2 separate regions of the Bombyx mori genome follow, and region 2 is linked to region 1. A link is a contact called in public Hi-C data. All regions are on one chromosome and are shown on one strand. Each heading gives the region's core, a stretch centred on a gene start, on an enhancer-like site or on the middle of the called end of the contact. The rest is flanking DNA. Distances are from core to core; before and after follow the strand shown. Region 1 overlaps CAP (c-Cbl-associated protein). Region 2 overlaps CAP (c-Cbl-associated protein).

Region 1 (4,921 bases), core at 748-3,247:
GGGTGGCGCATTTACGTTGTGGATGTCTATGGGCTCCAATAATCACTTAACACCAGGTGAGCTGTGAGCTAGTCCACTGATCTAAGCCATAAAAAAAAGCCTGCAGTTCCGGGTACCTACAGTTTTTTGTACCTACAGTTACTGGTGCGATCATAGAGAAGAGATTACCGTACCCATGGACACAGCCCACTGAGTTTCTCGCCAGAACTTCTCAGTGGATCGCGATTCCGATCCGGTGGTAGATTCTGCGAAGCAATAGGGTTGGTGTTAGCAAATTCTCTCAGGCTGAGTCCGCGAGCTCAACCGCTACCGGCGAATAGGTAGAGAAAAATAAGATGACCGTATCGTCTCAAAAAAAAAAAACTCAGGGCAATCCCAATAAAAAATACGTTATAAATCTCAGAGAAAACAAAAGATTTCCGTAGACGCAGGATGTCCATTTTTTAACCTTAACTTGAGTCAATAAAGTTGACAAACAATATTATTAAAAGTGTGTTTACTCCTTATGAAACTTATCAAGTTATAGCCAGTGAACCAGCGCCTACTAATATTGTATCTAAATAGATTTGCATACAGTTCTAATAGAAATGTATTATTGGAATTCAATATCGAATGCTTCTGATACGATCTGAATAGAGAAATTAATCTTGGCATCGCTTGGATTTTGGGTCGATTACCAGATTTATGCAGTTCCACTTATGGTATAAACGTTGTTTGATTAAAACAAACAACCCAGAAAGACATGAGTTATAAGGAAAAGCTCAACAAAGAGTCCGGTTGTCAATGTTAAAAATTAATAGTTTTCGAAGCAAAAAACAATAGCGATTCGATTTTAAAACGATTTCAGTCATCGAACACATGCAATAATTTTATATAATTCGAATAGTATTAAAAGTTATAAAATAGGATCATATTTTTTTAAGAAATTCAGATCTATACTAATATATAAATCTACAGTGGTTTTTACGGATGTTCTGTTATAACTACTGAACCATGCATCCGATTGACTTGAAACTTGGTATCCACGTAGAAAACACATGTACTTAATGGATAGGTTAATATTTATATGAGTGTTGGACTCCCTAATGATAATGACAATAAATAATAATGTTAATTTTAAATGCCCAGCGAAGCGAGCGAGTACGGCTAGTATACATAGAAAATTTAGTTTAACACACTAAAAAAACATAAAATGATGTGTACCCGAAACACATACTCATAGATATGTATGTACACAGCTTATATGAAAGAAAAAGTATACTATGTGCTTCTAATTTTAATGAATGTATCTTCATCTGCCAAATTTATCTTTTAGATAACAAACTGTTTATTATTTATCCAACAGAAAATTAAACGAAGTCATATCTCGAATCTAATGTGTGTATATGTGTATATGTAAGGCGAATAATACTGCTGTAATCATTGTGGAAACAGCTCACGAGACAGACCAAGGTCAAGTTTCAGGGACATGACCTTGCAATGAAGGAAGCGACGAAGAAGAGAAGATAATCATTGTGGTGTTTTATGACAATTTATGGAATGAACGAATGAGAGTAAACGCTCACATAGATTCTCATATTGTTCGACAGTTTTCCCGGTATCGACACTGCGATGAAATTAGTATGACTTATAGTTTAATCCTTCGATCAATAATAGTACTAGATTCAAGATCAGGAACAAAAATAAGACGCTCCAGTGGCCACGTTTGCAGACACGAAAACATCTTCATTTCTTAGAAAAAAGTTTAATAATGTTAACGACTTCAGTTTATTATAAACCTTAATACTTAAACATAAAGTTTAATTACCATTGCAAAATATATGTATTTAGGTCCTTTCGTCAGAAAAATAATATTATGGAATAAATTTAAAATGTCACTTGAACATAAAAAGACATCAGTACAAAAGTATTTATTCTAAAATGATACTTAAAGCCTAATTTATAAGGTTAAAAATATTTGTTTAAAATTTCGTGCTTATTGTATTATGGAACTAGATGTAGTTCTTGGTATTACATTTCAATGCTCAGAACACAGTAAGTATTGAAAGACATAGAGTTGCAGAATATACATATTTGTTTTAGGTTTGTTTTGTATGGTCGCAACTATTTTTGACCGATTCAAAAAAGTAGTAGATAATATTTTACATTGCCGCTATTACAACAAATAGGTGATAAAAAATAAAATTGAATAAAGTAAAAAAAATATGAAAAGAAACACGAAACATGTTTTTCACGTATTCTTTATACAGAAGTAATTAAAACAATAATGTAGGTTTAATTACCTTTAAACAGATTCAGTTTGTTATAAAGCTGTTTTTTAGAAGTCATTTTTATATGAGCGGTTTCTTTTTTACAAATATAATGTAATCTTATATCAATGAATTTTTCTATAATCAGTTTAATTTAGGCTTATTTTATGGCTGTGTTCGTTTCCCCCAGAAAACAAATCCTTTTCAGCATATACGCTTAAAATATTTACACATACATATAAAGTTTTTTTAATACTTTTTTGCATTGATTTGCCACCACCATTGAACAATTCTAGAATTTTTATAAGAGTTCTATATTTCTTCTCCTCTTTCTTTCGCGACAATATATATCCATTGTGCACAGCGACAAGGGGCTACTAGGAAATCTACAAACATAAATAACATTATAAAATAACAAAACTACTCTATGCATTCCCTGTTCAAGAATTGGTGATGTTTGTTACAATAGTTGGTGTCTTGTTGCAAACATTGGCCAAACAATTACAATATTCGTAAATTGTGTTTTATTTACAATATAATTGTGTTTATTATTTTATGAAAAACACTTAATAATATAAATTTACCAAAAAAAGATATTCCTTCCAAAACCTTGGTGTTACGGTGGTTTTTTACTCAGTTTTTGAACGCGCATTGCAGCGTTTTGACGTCTTAGTGTTGGCTATGATTGAACCATACTAATTTGAAATAAGACCACAAATTTATTTGTGGTCTTATTTTTCGGGCCGTTTTTGAAGCGCTAATCGCGAATCTAGTAGTATTATTGATCGAAGGTTTAATCTCTATAATTTTGAAGAATTTTAATGCGTTGCGTGTCGTAAAGTAATACTCGCAATCTTTATAATATAAAATATATGAAAATATACATCAGAGCAACGTTGTTGATAGTGTACTATTCGATTGAAAGGTATTATTATTTGTTTATTACCACTACAACTATTGTTAGCTTCCAATGGTCAGTAGTTTAATATACTTATGGTATGGTATACTATATAACTATAAAGAAAATGGTATTAGAATCATACACGCACGGACACAGCAGGACAATAAATCTCATAATATTGACGTCCAGAGTTTGTTCCTACGTAATTTGTGCAGTTGATTCTTCGAAAGTAAATAATATAATAATTAAAGATTAAACGGTAAAAACAATTTTAATAATTATGTCCACCACAGGTTCCCTAAGTGACACAGTCCTCATAAAAATAGACGTAACAAACTCAGTGGAATAGTCCTTTTGTTACTTTCCAATTATTTTTATAAAACTGCTATTATAAAAGTAAACGAAATGAACAAATTAAAAAACTAATTTTCTACTGTATTCTATTTTAAAATTTAGCATAATACGTAAATGTCGAGGAATGATAACGAAATAATATGACGACAGTAAAAAAACGCCAGATTAGACTAAAAAAGTAGTTTCAATAATTAAGGTACAATTCGGGGAAAATCGAAAAAAAATGCACAACCAAAAAACGAAATGAAATAAAACTCAAGGGGCGAAAGCCTCATTTCGATAGATAGCTACCTAATAAATATATATTTTTTATTGCTTAGATGGGTGGACGAGCTCATAGCCCACCTGGCGTTAAGTGGTTACTGGAGCCCATAGGCATCCACAACGTAAATGCGCCACCCACTTTGAGATACAAGTTCTAAGGTCTCAAGTATAGTTACAACGGCTGCCCCACCCTTCAAACCGAAACGCATTACTGCTTCACGGCAGAAATAGGCAAGGTGGTGGTACCCACCCGCGCGGACTCACAAGAGGTCCTACCACCAGTAAATAACTGTAAATATTCTAATTTGCGTTCCAGAAACGTTACTTAAGTACTTAAAACTATAAGTTTAAACTTTCAATTATTCACCCCTTGTGCTGGAGAATTCGGGTGGCGTATCCTCGAAAAGAAAAATATTCGAGAAACATCATCAATATCTCTGCGGCCTTAATTCAAGTAATCTATTTTCCTCTAACTGAAAGCAGTTTTGGCTCGGATTGATCAACGATATTTTACTCATACGTCGTATCAATCATAGTCGTACACACATTCCGATAGAGGCACCCGTCACGTGCGGACGTGCTCATCGTCCACTCGATCGCCCGGTCTTTGTTCGCCCGGCTTTTGTTAGCCCGGCCATTGTTCGCGCGGCCTGTGTTTGTGGTACATCTGCCGACTAAGTGCTCTTTCTGGAAGTTTTTATTTGTTTTGTTTCCTTTTGTTGTTTCTGTGTTCGTGGTACATCTGCCGACAAAGTGGTTTCCTGCAAGTATTTATTTGTTTTATTTCTTTTCGTAATTTCTGTTTTGTTGTGCTTTTTCTTTGTCCTGTAGTAATCGCGCCGCATTGCCACCTGTGTTCAATAGAACCGCTCAGGTCCGAGAAGTTGGGGCCTCGCCGCAAGGCGAGTGTTTTCAAGACCCGGGGCCGCCCCACCTGGGTACTCAGCGATCATGGACGCTGTATTCGCGGAATTCCTCCGACTTCGCCACCCACAGCTCGCCTCGGAGTTTTTGGCCTTCAAGGCCAATCACACTGCGAGCCCTCTCGAGGACTCCGCCGCGCTCGCTGCTCCTGCGTCGCCTGTACCTGCGTGCAGAGCTTCTGCATTGAGCACCGCAACCTCTGTCGTGCCTGCCGCTCCCGTGTCGCCTA
Region 2 (4,921 bases), core at 1,551-4,050, 47 kb after region 1:
TTGTATCTTTATTATATATACGTTAGTAGTTTGATAGCGTATTATTATATAGTATCAACTAAAACGAATCACTAAGAAACCAACGCACCAAATACCTTTAAGAAAAATATATCGAATCTTGAAATTGAAAGAGATAAAGAAAGAGAACTCCTTTATAAAAATTGAGATCAGGAATGAAGCCACTACAAACCCGTATTCCGTATTTCTCCAATAAGAAACAGTTTTACAATCTGAAATATTTCATTCGGCTACCGAAAGCAGATGATATTGAATTTTAATATGATGGCGAGTCCGCTCGATAACTAGATTGCGATCGTATGAATATCATGTCGGAAAATGAGAGCCTCTAAAATTGGGTGCCGAAAAACATGTTGGTATCCGACCGGAGAGTTTTAATACCGTATATCGTTAAAATCGGGTAATGTTATTATGATGTTGATCGTACTCGCTTAAAAACAAATACTCTTGCATACAAAAAAAAAAACAATGCCATGATAATATTATGAGCATTAAATATAATTTAGATATTTGATTTTACGATATGTTGAAGAGCTGTAGGATTTCAGCTATTCGTAAATATTTGTATTATCATTACAAGGCTGCAGTGAATTTCTTCGAGTGAATGTCGTTGATGGTTCGTAAAACAAAAATCTTAGAAATATTTTCGTAATTTTTCAACATTATTTCTATGTCTAATTTTTTGAAGTCCATTTCGATTCGGTCTTAAACATAACCAATAACAACGTATTCGGTCTGTGTTAGTATTTTAAGAAAAATAAATTCTCAGAAATCGAAGTCCATTAAAATTGTAAGAGACATCACTTAAACCCCTAAACTGAGCGACACGCTATGTTGTTGTTTTTTGCTAGTAGTGCCTCATTAACTATCATAATTACGCCATGCGTTTCGTTCTTCATTGAAGTAGCGATGGCTTAAACAATAAGACATCTGATTTACTTGTATCAAGAGAAGCGAATATGCTGACGTTCAAATCTCACAGGTAGGTGCCAATTTTTCTAATAGAATACGTAATTAGAAAATGTTTACGAGTGACTTCAACGACGATCGAATTACATCGAATAATACAAGTAAAAAAAAAACCTCATAAAATAATATAAGCCGCATAATTACTGATTGAATGACACTATTTACCTTGCGTTGTCCATGGATCCAGTGACCACTTAATGCAATTTGAAAAGGCTACCTCAATATTACAACATCGCGATTATTTACATGATTTATTCATAACAGCATCCTGTTGTTAATACAAAAACAAATACGACTCATTAACAAAGTTTTGGTAACGAGACAAACTGGAAGATTGTTTGAAAATAAATAGGACCCCCAATATTTTTCAGACATTGCGTTAACCTTTGATTATACAAAATGTTCATTATGAATTCGTAATATTTTTTTGTTTCATCCTAAAAAGCTCTAGGAACTCGTGATTGTTACTTGACAATTTGCTTTACATGAACATTACTGATGATTTATCCATTTATTTTACTAAGATTCAGTACCTAGTTATATGTACATCTAGGTACATACACAAAAAATGCATCCTGTATTGAGAGCCTGTTATTTGAACTATGGGTCCCACAGTAGTCGAAATTCGACTATAATTAATTGGAATTGTAAGTTTGTACACTATTATGATTGTATTTTATACTTCTATATTCATAAATTTTGCCAACACTACACTATAAAAAATATTACCAAAGAAAAACCATATCCTATTCTCAATTTGACAACAGACGTCAAGAACAAAAGTTTGACAATAAATAGTATGCATGCGTGTGTGCGTCAAATACATGGTATGTAGTGTGTGTAATGTTTTCTTTATTGATTTAATGTATCTTTTATGCATTATTTTAAAAAAATATTAGCATTGTGCACTTCTTCTCTATATTCTCTATAAGTGTGGAAAATGTCATATTCCTCCGTCCGCGCGATTTTCGTAAAAAGGGATACAAAGTTTTTGCTTCACGTATTAATATATAGACTTGGTAAAAAATTACAAAACACGATAGTTTCATTACTCGCTTGTTGGAGTAGCAATGGTTAAAGCAAATACAACAATTAGATTGCGAATGAAAATTAAATACGTTCTTCGTAATTATCCAAAAGTTAGGAAACGAAAGCGCTCTCATTGGAAAGCGAGTGTTTATGGGAGATACTGCCCGAAATTCGGAATGTTGTGGGTGTTTCATAATTAAATTAGAATCGGAAGGCGTTAACTTAGTGTACGCCCGGAGAGTTTGTGATTTGAATCCGTAATCGGTTTTTTTTTCACAATTACACACTGTAGCTGTAACCTGATATATTCTTTAGTCAGAATTTTTCGTTATTTTTAAATATAATTAATAATTAATTGTGCGCATAGTGCAATGCATAATAAAACCTTATAATTTGGACATATTTACAGTACCATGCATAGTGATCGTCTAGCTGTTCAAACTCCTCAAATACCCATCTCGTGATTAAATAGAAAAATAATTTACATTCAATAGAATTCATATGACACTTTTTGATTTGATTTGATTTACGATATAACAACAAATATCACATCTCTGTGTATATAATCTAAAACTAAGATACGTCTAACAAAAGCTATTATTATATTGTAAGTTTTCATAATTCAAAACTTAATTGTAATAATACTGAGTTATTTAACGAAAAGAATTCCAATAATGAAATTTTATTCTCTCAATCCCGCTCAGTTTTAATCCGACCCACACAATGGACAGGACTCAACACTCCCGAGCGTACAGTACATTTTTTCTCAGTTGGGCCTTAATTGAATTCGCTTTTAGCTCACTTTTAATTTATTTGCGTTCGCTTCCCCACTTTGATGTCGGCACACGCGCTCCGAGGGCTTTTTAGATAAATAACCAATTATCTCGATACGACGTAATCTACCATCTGCATTGGCATGTGATCTGGAATTCGGCACTTGTATTATAGTCGCAAAGCGGTGTAATTTTGAATCCCATTGTTAAATTAATTAAGGTAACCGTGATGTTCTTTCAAAAAGTTTCGAAGAGTGTGTACATTCTATTAGAAAATTAGTTGGTATCGTGGTAATTTTTACTTTGTGTTCCAAATTATAAATCGTAGAAAAGTAACGGCTGTTGATTTCTTGTATATTATGTTTTAGTTTTTGTTTTCATATCACAGAATTGTTTGACAGATGGCCTTTGTCACGTAGAAATATTATCGTCGAATTTTAGCGTAGACGCTGTTTATAGGGGGGTGGGTAGCTATGGCTTCATTTTGGCAGGGAAAATTAAATAAGTGTCAATGAATTGAGTAGAAAATTTATTGCATGTGGATCCGAGGACATGCCTACGTTTTATGTATATTTGTTCTTCCTTTATTGATTCTGATCAATGTTCATAAACTGAAATCGATTAAGACCTATTTTAGTTAAATTGAATATCGTTATCATTTGAGACCGTCGTGGCCTAAAGGATAAGACGTCTGGTGCATTCGTATGTAGCGATGCATCGGTGTTCGAATCCTGCCGACACGTACCAATTTTTCCAATGAAATGCGTACTTAACAAATGTTCACGATTGACTTTCATGGTGAAAGAAAATAACTTCGTGTAATAAAAATCAAACCCGCAAAATTATAATTTGCGTATTACTGGTGATAAGACGTCTTGTGAATCCGCAGGGATAGGTACTACCACCCTGCCTATTTCTACCGTGAAGCAGTAACGCCTTTCAGTATGAAAGGTGGGGCAGCCGTTGTACTGTTAAAAGTGAGACCTTACAACTTATGTCTCAAGGTGGATGGCGGCACTTACGTTGTAGATGTCTATGGGCTTCGGTAGCCACTTAAAATCAAGTAGGCCGTGAACTCGTCAACCCATCTAAACAATAAAAAATAACCTCTATTATCTTCCAGAATACATCTAATATTTGTAAAATGAATGTTTATTTATTCGCTATCTATTGTCGCGTGTATTCCGAGAATGAATTAAAATATTAATGAGGATTAATTACCTACACTCCATTAAACTTGATTAAACTCATAGTTCCAGCATTCAAAATTACTTAATCGAAAATTGCGACAATCCCTGCAAATGAAATCAGTAAAATAACTTCAGCTAATTCAATTACGTTAACCGCTCATGTTAAGTACACAAACAAATCGATTGTCGCGGTAATGTAAATATGCGAAGATTCGCATTGGCGCGTGATCACATCGCAATCCTAATAGGCTAAGCGATTACGTCGCCAGGGTGCGCCACTAACCCAATTCACGGAAAATGATCAAGTAAACAGAAATTGGTTCGGTCGTAGCTGGTAATGCATAACAGCTGAGATTAGCCCAGTGATGGTAAACTGTATTTTAAAGTGTAAAATCTGAAATTTAATGAAATATCAGGCATGTTAATCTCTTACTGGTGGTAGGACACTCTTGTGAGTCCGCGCGGGTAGGTACCACCACCCTGCCTATTTCTGCCGTGAAGGAGTAATGCGTTTCGTTTTGAAGGGTGGGGCAGCCGCTGTAACTATACTTGAGACCTTAGAACTTATATCTCAAGGTGGTTGGTGCATTTACGTCGTAGATGTCTATGGGCTCCAGTAACCACTTAACACCAGGTGGGCTGTGAGCTCGTCCATCCATCTAAGTCATAAAAAAATATGTATTATATTTTGTAGGGTATTATGACAATTTACATAACAATAGTTCACCCGTAGGAACACACTCGTAACGCGTAGCGTAACATAGTCACATACTTAAAGTTATGTTCACCATTTTAACGTTTTTCATTATTATTATTTAATTTTGAATTATCCAGTTATTGGAAAAATATTCAGTAAAAATATGGTTTCTTCCTAATCTATAAATAAAATTGAAGAGCCAGTTTGCAATATTGAAATAACCGCTTTTTACTACATGCATATGA

Evidence for each region. Hi-C and Micro-C count contacts between places; a contact is called where the count stands out from the background.
Region 2: a contact with region 1 is called in a Hi-C map of midgut, with 2.2 times the contacts expected there. The contact joins two enhancer-like sites. A contact is called at or near these places in 2 of 7 Hi-C or Micro-C datasets (midgut and whole pupa).

What each region holds. Positions count from the first base shown.
Region 1 is chr9:8,605,499-8,610,419 of ASM3026992v2, forward strand. All of the region lies in intron 2 of CAP (c-Cbl-associated protein), which reads left to right. Among protein-coding and RNA genes, the nearest start is that of LOC110384846, 7.2 kb to the left of the region's middle. Within about 2 kb of position 1,998, at least 1 of the 8 cell types and tissues checked has open chromatin away from gene starts, as enhancers often do.
Region 2 is chr9:8,651,636-8,656,556 of ASM3026992v2, forward strand. All of the region lies in intron 3 of CAP (c-Cbl-associated protein), which reads left to right. Among protein-coding and RNA genes, the nearest start is that of LOC101736262, 40 kb to the right of the region's middle. Within about 2 kb of position 2,801, at least 1 of the 8 cell types and tissues checked has open chromatin away from gene starts, as enhancers often do.